Regions from separate parts of the Gossypium hirsutum genome. Here region 1 is linked to region 2. The links are chromatin contacts, called in public Hi-C maps. All regions are on one chromosome and are shown on one strand. The core of a region is the stretch at or near the end of the contact, and the rest is flanking DNA. Distances in the headings are between cores, read along the strand shown.

Evidence for each region. A called contact is a pair of places that touch in the nucleus more often than the background predicts.
Region 1: a Hi-C map of leaf shows a contact between it and region 2, with 2.9 times the contacts expected there. The contact joins the promoter of LOC107959991 here to the promoter of LOC107959984 in region 2. A contact is called at or near these places in 3 of 34 Hi-C or Micro-C datasets (all in leaf).

The regions. Positions count from the first base shown.
Region 1 is chrA05:76,653,300-76,655,999 of Gossypium_hirsutum_v2.1, forward strand. LOC107959991 (fruit protein pKIWI502) reads left to right here and starts at 1,261. Exons shown (of 5, transcript XM_016896185.2): 1 at 1,261-1,937. The coding sequence starts at 1,279.
Region 2 is chrA05:76,237,396-76,240,095 of Gossypium_hirsutum_v2.1, forward strand. LOC107959984 (E3 ubiquitin-protein ligase RHA2A) reads right to left here and starts at 1,356. Exons shown (of 1, transcript XM_016896178.2): 1 at 159-1,356. The coding sequence starts at 1,018. The coding sequence ends at 527.

The DNA.
Region 1 (2,700 bases), core at 11-2,510, 420 kb after region 2:
ATTTCGAGTTAATCGAGTTCACTAGTCTTATATTATTATTCTAACTTAATTTGAAACTTTTTTGAATCTAGTCGAGTAAAATGAAATTCGAGTGGAGTTGTTAGAGTAAAATTAAAAAAAATTAAAATGTCAAATGAAAATATTGTTACAATATAACTAACTCTATGTTAGAGCACATAAATTTTGAAATCATATATATTTGAAATTTTTTTAAAGCAAAAAAAAAATTGAGATGCTTGAGTATGACAGATTTGAATCATTAATTAAGTCCCAAATTATTATTTTAGAAAAAAATTAAAATTTTAAATTTTTATATATATATGTTAGAATTTTTTAATAATTTTATAATTTTTTAGAAATATAAATTTTAAATTTTTAAAATTTTTTTGAATTTTTTTGTAATTTTTTTAGAGATAGACCAATTTGCTTATTTTCAAAGTTAATAGGGACCAAAATGGCATTTACACCAATTTGTTATTTAAATTAATCGAGTTATTCGGATTGTAAAATTCAATTCAACTCGAACTTGAAACTCAAATTGAGTTATTCCAGTTGACTCGAATAATTCGAATAACGTTTCGATTAACACAAAATTTAGATTTTTTCGATTTTTTTAATTAAATAAAATTTTGCTCACCCTTAAATTTTAAGCTCAAAAACTTTTGAATCCAAAAGCAAAAGTAGTTTCAAAAGCACATTTTTCTAACTTTTGTTGTTCCAAAAATACATTTGGAGTCAAAATAACATCTTTAACTCTTATTTATACTCTAATTTATTAATGTAATTATTTTTCTATTAAAATTTATTTCAAATATATAAAATTATATATTTAAATTTATAAGATTGTATTTCTATATATTCAAATAAATTTTAAAAATAATTAGTATTAATTTCTTACACATATTTAAAATTTATATTTTGTATATTAAAATATTAATAACGAATTATCATAAATTACTTTTTTATATTTTTATTAAAATATTATAATATTAACAAATTTAAATATTATTTAAATAAATATATTTTTTAAAACATTATATCTAAGTGAATATTTTAATTTTTAAAACTACTTTTTAACAATAATATTAATCACTTAAGTTTTAAATTAATTTTTTTAAAAACACTTTTCATAATTACTTTTTTCACAACACATTTTGAAAAAACGAGAAACTATCTTACAAACCCAAAAAACCCTAAATGAAAAGGGCCCCACCACTTATCTCTAAGAATTAGGGCTTCACACCCTCGAAATGCCACGTGGAGCCTCAAAAGTGGCTCATGGCTCATTTTATGAAACGCCACCTCATCAGCTTCTGCCCAACTTTGGCGCCGCCTCCCTCTCTACTCCCCGCCACCGTAACCTTCTTTTATTCTCTTTCACAAGTCACCACCGAGACCATGACCGTCATTATACCTTCTCTCCCACATGCGCACCTTAGCGCTCCTCCCCTCCCCATGTCTATCCTGCGCCGACTCCCCTTCCACTCCTTAACCCCCTGCCATTACCGCCCTCGCCGTCGATTCGCTACACTTGCCGCAGTTCGGCAAGATACCACCGTCTGGACCCCAACACCGATCTCATCAATCGAGACAGCCGCCGAGTCCCTCTTCCACATCAGCATCGACGTGTCAAGCTCTCCGGACCTCGCGGCCTCACATACCTTACCGGGACAGTACCTCCAGCTGCGGCTCCTTGATGTAGAGAAACCTTCTTTCCTGGCCATAGCTTCTCCGCCGTCACTGGCGGCCTCAAGCGGAGCGTTCGAGTTTTTGGTGAATAGCGTGGCGGGTTCGACGGCTGAGCTTTTGTGTGGGTTAAAGAAGGGGGATGTGGTTGAGCTTAGTCAAGCGATGGGAAACGGCTTTAATATTGATAAGATCGATCCGCCCGAGGATTATCCAACGGTTTTGATTTTCGCTACTGGGTCAGGAATCAGGTTAAGTTTCTTTTTTTTTTTGTTTAGATTAATTAAATTTAATGTTAAAGCTTTATTCCATTATTATGCTTTATTTCTTACAAAATTTGAATTTATTGACATTGGAATTGCTGGATTACGTGAAAATTTGTTGGAAGATTTTATAGTCCAGTTTTTGTTCTTATTCTTGCATTATATTTGAGCGAATCCCGGTGATGCTTTTAAGGTTTGGATTGGAAAATTTTGGTATGGGAATTCTCTGTGAAATAATTGACTGTCGGCTTTTTCTGGGATAACTTGTGATTTATGCTCTCTGAATCTCAGAAATTTACACTTTTTTCTGGGATATCTTCGTTCAGTACATGGTCTTATGGAAATTCCTTTTGACGCTTCAGGGATAGAATAAGTGGCTGATTTTTGAACTACTATATCTGAATTGACCAATTTTACGTCACTTAGAAACTATTTTGCCTCAATATTTTGTTTGGCTTTGTGTCCCATATTATTTGTTCTTTTGATTTCTCATTGTTAGTGTACAATCAGCTGTTTTAATCTTTATAGCTTTCAGTTATCAGAATTTTTTATGTCATCAAGGCATGATTCTTTAGTTTGTCAACTTCATCTGTGTTTTGAAGCATTTAATAGTTAATATTTAAAGATGGATTGAATAATTGCCATGGATTTCTGGATTTTGCGCGCATATGGGGTTTGTTTTATATGTATGCTTTTCTTTTTGCAGTAATACCTTTCCCGTTCAATGAACAAATGCAACCATCCCCAGTCT
Region 2 (2,700 bases), core at 106-2,605:
ACCATAAATTCTAAATCTTCTTCCCCCCCTATTTTCTTAATATTATATTGAAATCTAAAACAACTTGGGTTCTTATTTTTCTTTTTTCAAACAATATCACATAAAATATGCTTTTTTTTATTTACCTTAATAATAAACTAATAAGATTACCATAAAAGTAAAATCATAAAGCATCTTCACCCTCACTACTTCATGTAAATAAATAGCAATCTGGTCTTGACAATTTGTACACAAAGATAACTATTTTCTTATTGGACTAAAAAAAATACATAAAGTAAATAAAAAAAAGACTATTTACAGCAGTGAAAAAGAAAATTCTTCAAAAAAAATTTCTAAAGAAAAAAAAAACCCTACAACGGAGAAAAAGGGTTCTAAAAAGCAAAAGAAAAAATAGTGGTAAGAAAGAAAGTTGAATGACAACCCCCTCAAAACAAATAGTTGAAAACAAAATAATACCCAATCCAGCCGGAACCTGAGAAAAGGGGGGCAAAAACACTAAAATTCTAAAATCTTGGTCGGAATCTAATTAACCCAAAGAAAACCAGGCAAGCAAATCTTGACCGACGCGTCTCCGCGTGAAACCCACGCGCTGATCGATTTTGAGAGGGGATCGACAAACCGGGCAGTTAAATTTTAGTTGATCAAGCCAACCATCAAAGCAATCCTTATGAAATACATGGCAGCAATCGAGTTTCCTCACCTGCTCCCCATCTCTTAGGCTGCACAAGCACACAACACAATCAGAGCCCTTTCCTACCCCGCCGCCACAGTATTTGTAGGAGAAAGCCTTGTTTAAGTTGAGCTGCTCGGCGAGTACGATGAGACTGGCGAGACCGGAGCCAAGGACTCCAACATCGTCGATGGTAGTGGGCTGGTCTGGGCAAGGGAGAAGGCCAATCAAATGGAGGGAAGCAAAGAGGAGTCTTCGGAGATAACCGACGCAGTTAGCGATTATTGCTACGAGAAGAAGCGGGATCGAATCTGAGGACACGTCGTTCAGCTGGCTTTGTAATCCCATCTTTCTTTTTTAAGTTTCAGAAAATGTGGAAGTGAATTTGTAGAAAAAGAGTAGTAATATGTAATATGTGTGCGTGTATATATATTTATAAGTTGAAAGGTGGAATGGAAGAGATTAGATTTTATATAAGGGAAATAGAAGCATACAACGATAAGAAAGAAGAAAAGAAGAAAGAGATGATGTAGGGAAAAGAAGAGGAGAGGGGAGGAGAGGCTAAAGAACGGGAGATTAAGGCCATGTGTGGTGGGGTCCGCTTGTTGAAATTGTTTATTTCCTTTTTCCATGTTTTAATACTAACTTTGTTGTATACATCACAAGTTGTGTATTTCTGTATTCCTATTCTTATTCTTTATGTAACTTAAGATATCAATAACCTCAAACTTTTAATTTTTCAACCAACCATTTATGTTACATAAATTTTAACTTTTTATCTCCAACTTCTATTATTTTTATATTTTTTATGATTAGCAGTTATATTGTTTCTAGAATTAACGTGGGTCGGGACACCCATTCAACTTGAAGGTCCGTCTGAAAAGTGAAAAGATTTGAGTAAAAATATAGGCTCAAAAATAAGTCAGATGTCGAGTAAGATTTTTTGGCCCAAACTCAACCCGAATTGCCTAAAAGTTTTTTTTTGTTACCATTTTACTATTATATTGTTACTATTTTGTTGTTATTATTTAGATATTATATAACTCTTGTTTTATTGTTAATTTTGTTACAATTTTAGAGGTATTTGTTTGTTAAGTTGAAACTATTAGTGTTATTAAGTATCAATACTTTTTTAATATATTTTAAATTTGTTGGGAAATATTTATTTTAATATTTTTAGTGTATTTGATGTATTATATTTTTTAAATTTATTTTTATATAAAAACAATATAAAACTTTTAATACGGTAAGGCCAAATTGGGCTCAAGTTTAGTATTTTTTATCTGGACCAAGTTTGGATAAAATTTTAGACCCATTTTTTGAATCAAGTCGAGTCCAAACTTAAAAAATAGACCTAAAATTTGACATTGACCCTACTCGACCCATGATCTAAGTTTAATTGTCTCTGCAATTATTAGGTTGCTTAAATTCCGTTTATTTCAATTTAATAAAACAGAAAAATTGAAATGATTATAATTTTGTAAAATTAAAATTAAAATTTAATTTGGATATGAAAATATGTTATATGACACAATATTATAGGTCAAAGTAGTGGTAAGCTCCATATGTTATATTGAGATTATCAAATTGGTGTTATTAAAAAATTAACTTTTATTTTCTTCTTTTTTTAATTACAATAATAGAGTAAAATTCGAATATTTTTTTTTGAATTATAATAATAAGGTAAAATTCAAACAACTAACGTAACTAGCACGACTCGAACTTAGACTATATTTAGGATAGTGAATACCGTTGACCATCAGATCATCACATGAGATTTAATTTACATCAATTTCTAAAATAAAGTAACTTATAAGGTAAAATAGTTCATAAATGAATTTTGTTTGAAGTGCTAAGTTTTGTTTTGATTGCAACTTATGCATTTCAGATTGGATATGTGATATAAATAAGAAGAACACATTTTCAAGTGATTAATTAGCGTGTGTATATATATATAATTGTAGTCCTCAAATATGGACATAGAAATGTATGTTGGTGGGAGTGTGACCCAAATAAGTGGGAGATCTGAA